2 separate regions of the Macaca mulatta genome follow, and region 2 is linked to region 1. The links are chromatin contacts, called in public Hi-C maps. All regions are on one chromosome and are shown on one strand. The core of a region is the stretch at or near the end of the contact, and the rest is flanking DNA. Distances in the headings are between cores, read along the strand shown.

Evidence for each region. A called contact is a pair of places that touch in the nucleus more often than the background predicts.
Region 2: a Hi-C map of CD4 T cells shows a contact between it and region 1, with 6 times the contacts expected there. The contact joins the promoter of FKBP9 here to the promoter of RP9 in region 1. A contact is called at or near these places in 4 of 14 Hi-C or Micro-C datasets (CD4 T cells, blood, fetal cortex germinal zone and 1 more).

Annotation. Positions count from the first base shown.
Region 1 is chr3:95,217,764-95,222,238 of T2T-MMU8v2.0, forward strand. RP9 (RP9 pre-mRNA splicing factor) reads left to right here and starts at 1,778. Exons shown (of 6, transcript NM_001257627.1): 1 at 1,778-1,930. The coding sequence starts at 1,779.
Region 2 is chr3:95,371,767-95,376,241 of T2T-MMU8v2.0, forward strand. It overlaps FKBP9 (FKBP prolyl isomerase 9), which reads right to left and starts at 2,415. Exons shown (of 10, transcript XM_015133750.3): 1 at 2,096-2,415. The coding sequence starts at 2,316.

The DNA of each region.
Region 1 (4,475 bases), core at 528-3,027:
TTGGGAGGCCGAGGGGCGGGCGGATCACAAGGTCAGGAGATCGAGACCACGGTGAAACCCCGTCTCTACTAAAAATACAAAAAATTAGCCGGGCGCGGTTGTGGGCGCCTGTAGTCCCAGCTACTCGGGAGGCTGAGGCAGGAGAATGGCGTGAACCCGGGAGGCGGAGCTTGCAGTGAGCCGAGATCGCGCCACTGCACTCCAGCCTGGGCGACAGAGCGAGACTCCGTCTCAAAAAAAAAAAAAAAAAAAAAAGAAAAACAGAGGGGTTCATGGACAGGAGGGTACAACAGAAAGAGACCATAAAGAGAAGTCAGAGAATATCAAATCACAAAATAATTTCACTGAGAGGCGCAGTGATTCCCACCTGTAATCCCAGTGCTTTGGGAGGCTATGGCCGGAGGATTGCTTGAGGCCAGGAGCCCAAGACCAGCCTAAGCAGCATAGTGAGACCCTGTCTCTACAAAATAAAGAAGTTTAAAAAGTTAAAGAAAACGAATTTTGGAAAAAGCAGTATCACATAGAAAATTAATGAGAATATATTATCGAGGACAGCCATGTCCTAAAAGAAAAAAAAAAAAAAGCTATTCATCATGATGCAAGACTTCAAAATATGTTAATCATCATAAAAGTTGGGCAGTTCATGTGGCCAATCTCCATGCAATTGCCCATCATCTATCCCTGCAATACACATTTTCTATGTTGAATTTTCTTTTGAGTTTGCTTTTGTTTTTCTGTTTTCTCTTTTAGCTTCTTCATTTTTTAAATTGTCAGCATTATGTTTCACAATTCACTATGCTATGTATTACATCTTAACCTCATTTCTAATACTGGAGGCGTCAACTGTATAAAGACTTTTAGAGAGTTCTCATTTGTTTTAGGCATTTTTTGCAAAGATGATTCAAAGCTCATTATTACAATGGCAACTGTGTATATAAGCATTATACATGTATGTAAAAATGTAGAAACTTCCTCAATAAATAAAGAAAAGTCTTTTTTGTACATCTGCATTTGTGAAAGATGAAATTTCTCAAGATCTTGGCTCTTTGGGTGACTGGTACAGTGGTGACATCATGGTGACCCACCCTGTCAAAAGACTTAGGTTGTCTCTCATGGTATTTCAGATAACTGCAGTTATAAAGCTGGGTGCACACAATTACCAAACAGTGATATGTTCATACGTTTCACTTTTTGAACTTTTTTTTTTTTTTTTCTGAGAGACAGTCTCGCTTTTTCGCCCAGACCGGAGTGCAGGGGCACGATCTCGGCTCACTGCAACCTCCGCCTCCCTGGTTCAAGCAATTCTCCTGCCTCAGCCACCCAAGTAACTGGGACTACAGGCGCCCGCCACCACGCCTGGCTAATTTGAACTTTTTTTATGAATACAGTTCATCTGCTCATCCCTACGTGACTGTTGTTAGTATACCTGAGGTGGGCGTGGCCAGGCGGGAACCCCCAGGCTCGGGGAAGCTCACCCAGGGTCCCAACCAGCGCCTCGCCCCGCTTCCGCTCCAGCTAGGCGGCGCTCCCCGCCCACCGGCAGCAGCAGGTCTGGTGGCTGGGCCGCGGTGTTGGGGCCAGGCGCGGGGAGGCGGGGATCTGGCGGCCAAGGCTGGGACTTCGCGGCCGCTGAGGTGAGTTGCGGGGCGGCGGCGGGAGGGGGCGCTGCGGAGCCGCCCGACCGCCGCGCGAAGGAAGTGCTCTCTTGGCCGCCGCCGCCGCCGCCGCCGCCGCCGCCGCGCCGGAGGGGTTGCCCGAGCCGCGCTGCGGGGGCCGAGATGTCGTCCCGGCCGGGGCGCGAGGACGCGGGGGCTGGGGGCGCGCGGCGGCCGCGTGAGCCGCCGGAGCAGGAGCTGCAGCGACGTCGGGAGCAGAAGCGGCGGCGGCACGACGCGCAGCAGCTGCAGCAGCTCAAGCACCTGGAATCCTTGTGAGTTCCGAGCTGCCGTCCGCGCGCGGCCAGTCTTCTGAAACCTGGGGCCGGGGGCGCGGGACGCGGTGGTGGGCGCTAAGCCGGGTCCTCCGAGCCCCCCCGAGCAGGCACGGGGGCCGGGCTCGGCAGGAGCCTAGTGCGGGCGACCGATGTCGGGCGCCGCGGTCAAGGACTTCAAGTCCGTCCTCCTGATGGGGAGCGAGGGGCGTTCAGGGAGCCAACTGCCGCTCGGCACCGAGCAGAATCTGACTTGGGAGGCCCTGCGCTTCTCTAGCTCCACGGAGTTCCAGGACAGTCCAGATGACCCGGGAGAGTGTGGTATAAAGAAGATTCAAATGTAGGGGAGGGAAATATGGCTTCCCTCTACCTTTCTAAGTTCTTCAGCTGGACCACAAATTAAATTGTTATAAGACAGATTAACAGGAGAAAAACTGTTTTAATTATGTACCCATGCACTGGAGGACCACAAAAGTGGGAGACTGAAAGAAGGGCCAGGGAATAGGGGCGTGGGCCTTTTGGGGCGTGGTGCAGACGTTATGGAAGGGTGAGGGGGGAAATGTATGGTGAATAAAGGTTGCTTTGTTATCCCGATGAGGCCCTCGGAAGATAAAAGTTGCCTCCAAGCAGCTCTCTTCCTGATACAGAAACATTTACTACAGAAAATTTCCTTTATAGGTGTAAATTTCTCTTTACAACAGGAAGAGTCGAAAAATAATAAGAACAAAAGGGAAAAAAGCAGAGTCATACTTTATTTTAGGCAGTTGAGGGGTAGCTGAATAAGTTATCCTGTGTTGTTTGATTCTGTTACTTATAGCTCAGTCATCAATATGCCGGAGTGGCATGTTTGAGGATGGTGTATTCTTGTCGTTTGCAGTCATTTATCAGGATGGCTTTTCCTAAATTCTAACACAAACCTGGGGTGGAAAGTTTAGTCAGCAACTCTTTCAGTTCTTGTCCGTGATTCTATAGTTAGCTGCCTAAAACAACCTTTTCTGAGTGTGGCATTCACTCAATTATTCAAGAATTCGTTTCTGTTTTAGGCGCTCCTAGTTACCTATGCTAAGTAGGTGTTAAATTAAGTACAGCCTAAAGCTGCCTCCTTGAATATTTTAAGTTTAGCCTAAAAGTTTCTCTATACTTAGTGAACTGTAACCTAAGTGGATGTGTAAACAGACTGTAACCTACTGTTACAAGTACCTGAGTCTCATACAGTCACAGCAGCTGATTTTCAGGCCGTCACAGGTGGTCAACCTTTGAAACCCTGTTCAAATAAGGCAGACGCCAGGCTGTATGGAATCCAGCTATTTCTCTACCTCACTTTGCTTTTCTGTACATCACTTTCCTTTTCCTGTCCATAAATGTTATCCCACCAGGTGGCAGCCTCAGAGTTGCTCTGGACCTATTCTGGTTCTGGGGGTGCCCGCTTTGAAAACAGTTTTTTGCCAAGTAAAGTTTAATTTGTCTACTTTTTTAAAAACATAATTCGTATAAGGAAAGATCCTCAAAGAGTTAAAATCCTTTATAATTAACCTTCTAGGAGGTTTGATGTGAGATAAATTCCTATGTTGGGACCTGGCCTGCTCTTTTTCCAGCATGGCCCGCTCTGAACTTTTCCCCTTAGCAGGGCAGGGGTTGCAGGATAGAGACTCTGCATTGTGCGCATCCACGCTACAGGGCAGTCCTGACCCTTTCAAGTCACTATGTGGCGCTCGTGGTCTCCCAGGGAAGTCAGGTGTTCAAAGGTCTTCCCCTAGCATAAGCACCATAATGCCTGGCCCTGCCCAGCCCTCAATGTATTTAGCTATAGGATGCTAGAGGATGGTTAATTCCACTTATTTGTAGCTCAGAGAGCTTTTTCACAGATGAGAGAGATTATAACCTACTTTTATAGATGAAAAAATGGAGGAACAGTGGTTCAGTCATGTGATCAAGCATACATTGACCAGCTAACCAGCAAATCTAGAGCTGAACTCAGGTGTCTGATTGACTGGTGGGATTTTTCCAGTTTCTGAGATTTAAAACTGAATGAGCTGTTGAGAGATTTGCTTTGGCTAGCTCAGAATCTTGTTTGAGCTTTAAATTGTATTTATACCAGAGTAATATGTAGTTTTAAAATTCAAATAGTACTAAAAATGCTACCAAAAAATAGCAATAGGCTGCCCGACTCCTCAGTAACCACTCATGTTCCCTGTGTCCCTCTTCCCCTTCCCAAACCAGGCTTCTCTGTGTAAACTTTTAGGTTTTACTTCTGGGATTTAACTGTATATTTATTTATTTTTAATTTTTTACTTTTATTTTTATTTTTGAGACAGAGTCTCGCTCTGTCGCCCAGGCTGGAGTGCAGTGGTGCAGTCTTGGCTCACTGCAACCTCCACCTCTTGGGGTCAAGTGATTCTCCTGCCTCAGGTTCCCAAGTACCTGGGACTACAGGCGCACATCACATGCCCAGCTAATTTTTGTATTTTTAGTAGAGATGGAGATTCACCGTGTTAGCCAGGATGGTCTCGATCTCTTGACATAGTGATCTGCCCACCTCAGCCTC
Region 2 (4,475 bases), core at 1,165-3,664, 150 kb after region 1:
CTACTCAGGAGGCTGAGGCAGGAGAATTGCTTGAACCTGGGAGGCAGGGAGATTGCAGTGAGCTGTGATCGCACCATTGCACTCTAGCCTGGGTGACAAGAGCGAAATTCTGTCTCAAAAAAAAAAGACAAGTATAAGTGTTGATGAGATGGTAGAAAACTATGAACCTTCATACACTGCTGGTGGGAATGTAAAATGGTGCAGCCATTGTGGGGAAACAGGTTAGCTATTCTTCAAAACGTTTGTAACATAGTTGCCATAGGACGCAGCAATTCCAGCTCCTAAGTGTATATCCAAAAAAAAGGAAAAGGTACATCCACACAAAACCTTGCATATAAATGTTCATAACATCATCATTCATGATAGCCAAAAAGTGTAAGCAATTCCATCAACTGATGAATGGACACAATGGAATATTACATATACGGCCACAAAAAGGAATGAAGTACTGACATACTTTACAACATAGATGAACCATGAAAGAAGCTGGATTATACAAAGCAACTCAAATTATATGATTCCATTTACACGAAATGTCTAGAAGAGGCAAATCCATAGAGACATAAAGTGGATTTGTGGTTGAAAGGGACTGGAGGGCAGTCTAACTGGGGTTGGGGAGTGACTGCATTTCTTTTCGGGGGATGATGAAAATGTTCTGGAATTGGCTAGTTGTGATGTTTGCATAACTCTGTGAATATACTAAAAAACATTGAATTGTACACACCAAAAGGGCAAATTGTATGGCATTATATCTCAATAAAGCTAGTTTTTTTTTTTTAAGCAACTAAAACAGTAGTAAGAATGATCATTTCTAAGCACTTGCTAGTGCCACATACTATGCTGAAAAGCTTTTGTATATTCATTGTCTGGAACTTCAAAAAAGTCAAGAGTCTACAAAATATTCATAATGACCCTAGGCCTTGGGGCACATAGCAGGGGCTCAACAAATAGCTCTCTCTGCCTGATCTAGTGATTCACGAAGGGAAGTGCTGGCACGGACCAGGGTTTGTAACAAAAGCCTTGGGGAGGAGTAGCCTGGTGCTGGAGGAAGAGAGGCCTGTTAAACCCGAAACTAAACTGGAGGGAAACTGGAGAGCGGTGCTGTGATCCTGAGGCAGAGCTGAGAGAAGGAGTTCTGGGCCTGGTGTAGGGCCTGGTGCAAGGCGGAGTGACGGTCCTGGACCACCTCCCGCCCAGGAGAGGTGTTGTGTTGTGTTTTGTTTTGCGATGGGATCTCTGTCTGTCTCCCAGGCTGGAGTGCAGTGGCACGACCATAGCTCACTGCAGCCCCAAACTCCTGGGCTCAAGCGATCCTCCCGCCTCGGCCTCCCAAAGTGCTGGGACTACAGGCTTGAGCCACCACGCCCAGCCCCAAGAGAGGTTTTTTTGTATGGCCGGAAAGGAAGGGCAATGGTAGCTGCGCGCACAGACTTCTGGAGTTGGATTAAACAATCTGACTCCATTGTTTCAATACGCTTCGTAGCCTCAGTTGCTTGTTACCTTACTGATAAAATGAGGGTAGTGATAGTACCTACCTCACAAGACTGCTGTACAATTAAATGAGTACACTACAATATGGAAAGTACTTACAATTACATCTACACATTGTTAACAGCTCATTGTATGTTTGCGGCCACTAGCCTCTTCGTCATCATCGTTTTGTGTGAGAAGCACCATCTGACTAGATTCCCAAGGGAGCGGAGGGAAGGAACAGGAAAGGGAGAAGAGAGGCAGGCACGAACACCCACTCTTGGGGTTCCAGTTGTGCAACGCGGCCCCCACTCACACTGATTATTTTACACTGATTTTGCGTGTGTCCACGCGCTGGAGGAAAAGGAGGGCGTGGTCTGCCCCAACCCCTCTGCTCATGGTCTTCCAAGGGTCCAGTCCCAGGCAGGCGGCCTAGGACACATGAGGGCCGGGAGGCTCACCCGCGGCGGAGGGTCTGGGGTCCGGGAGAATTTGGGCAGCGGAAGAAGGGAGGAGCGCGGATGCACGGGGCGGAGCTAGGGGAGGTCCGGCAGGAGGGAAAGGCCTGTCGGGAGAGAGGGACGCGCATCCGCGGAGGCCGCGCCGGGCGCCAAGGGCGCGGTACCTGGAGTCGAACTTCTGGCCGTCGGGGAACGTCCCCACGTAGTGGTAGCGCACAAAGTCGCCGCTGCGCACGGTGCGCGGGCACTCGTCAGGCACGAAGCGCCGCTCGATCTGCAGCTCCGCGTCGGAGCCCAGGCCAGCCACGGGCGCTGCCTGCCCGGTCACCCAGAGCAGCAGCAGGAGCAGCGGTGGCGGCGGGGGCCTCCAGCCCCGGAACGCCATCGGGGCGGCGAGGAGAGTAGCGCGGACGCAGTGCGGAGCTCGGGCGGCACGGGTAGGCCTGGGCGTGCGGCTGCGTTTGCAAACGTGGAACGGTCTCCCGGCCCTCCCCGGGCTGCAGCCACCACCCCCTCTCCCCTGCCGCCCGCCCCCCGGCCACAGCTCGAGGGGAGGAGCCCAGCCTGGCCGCGCGCCGAGGGCGGGCCTGCTGCGCCCTGCTCCGCCCGGCCTTGGGAATGTGCGCGCCGCGGCGGGGAGGGGGGCTGGGAACTCCAAATGGGGACCCAGTTTGGGCCTGGGGAGGGCGTGTCCCCGAGCGAGACACTGTGATCTCCAGACAAGGCTTTGGCCCAAAGTCGGAAGAGAAAAGCGCGTACTGCCCAAACCCACCCGCTGGTCTCCGCCCATCCCTGGAGACACCGGGTTTGGTGCCATGAGGGGCTCCTACGTGGCGGTGGATCCAATTTCCCCTTGCTGCTTTGGAGAGGGAGGGAAAATTAGATTTTTTTTTTTAACTTAGTTACAAAGGTATGGTATCTACCTTGAAAGAGACTGAAACCATCCTTGGGGATTTTTTTTTCTTCCTACTTAAAAGAAAAGGGAGGCCGGGCGCGATGGCTCACGCCTGTAATCCCAACGCTTTGGGAGGCCGAGGCAGGCGGATCACGAGGTCAGGAGATCGAGACCATCCTGGCCAACACAATGAAACCCTGTCTCTACGAAAAATACAAAAAAATTAGCCAGGCGTGGTGGCGCGCGCCTGTACTCTCAGCTACTCGGGAGGCTGAGGCAGGATAATCCCTTGAACCTGGGAGGCGGAGGTTGCAGCGAGCCGAGCTCGCGCCCATATAGGAGCCTATGCCAGGGAGGACTTCATCATAGAGACCCAGATGCCACAGGAATTCATCAGAGTAGTCAGATGCACTTGGAATTGGTTGTTATAATTTATTAAAATTTTGAAATAATGAAAGCAAATCAACGCTTTTTCAACTTGTTGTGGAAGCAAACACAATTCTGATACCAAAACCTGGCAAAGAGAGCAACAAAAAGGAAAAATAAAACTGAAAAAACAGGGCACGATCTAATTTATAAATATAAATGCAAAAATACTGAATAAAACGTGATAAAATCGGATTCAACAGTATATTCGGCCAGGCGCAGTGGCTCACACATGTAACCCCAGCACTTTGGGAGGCCGAGGTGGTTGGATCACCTGAGGTCAGGAGTTCAAGACCAGCCTGACCAACATGGTGAAACCCTCTCTCTACTAAAAATACAAAAATTAGCAGAGTGTGGTGGCACGGCCTGTAGTCCCAGCTACCTGGGAGACTGAGGCAGAAAAATCACTGGAACCTGGGAGTTGAAGGTTGCAGTGAGCCAAGATCACACCACTAAATCATACCACTGCACTCCAGAGTGAGACTCCGCCTCAAAAAAAATAAGTAAAAAATAAAAAAACAGTATTTTAAAGGAAAAATATACCATTACGTGGACTACCTAGGTGAGCTTCTGCAAATTAACAAAATGTCAGTATTCTCTGTAAGATGAAGATAAAACAATAATTATAAGATTATTATAATCAATTAGGTTTCAGGGATCGAGTGAGAAACTACACGAACAACAAGAAAAATATTCATTGTTCATCTTAGAGCTTATTCTAGAAATAGAACACCTATTAATAAAATTATAGGACAGGGCCGGGCGTGGTGGCTCAAGCCTGTAATCCCAGCACTTTGGGAGGCCAAGATGGGTGGATCACGAGGTCAGGAGATCGAAACCATCCTGGCTAACACGGTGAAACCCCATCTCCAATAAAAATACAAAAAACTAGCCAGGTGAGGTGGCGGGCGCTTGTAGTCCCAGCTACTCAGGAGGCTGAGGCAGGAGAATGGCTTGAACCCGGGAGGTGGAGCTTGCAGTGAGCTGAGATCCGGCCACTACACTCCAGCCTGGGCGACAGAGCGAGACTCCGTCTCAAAAAAAAAAAAAAAAATTATAGGACAGAAGAAGGGGGGAAAAAGCTCTAAGATCATGTGGCCATAGACTCAAAACAGCATGAGATAAAATTCAACATCTACCTCTGATTTTAAAAACAAACAGAGGGCCTGGTGGCTCACTCCTGTAATCCTAGCACTTTAGAAGGCTGAGGCAGGAGGACTGCT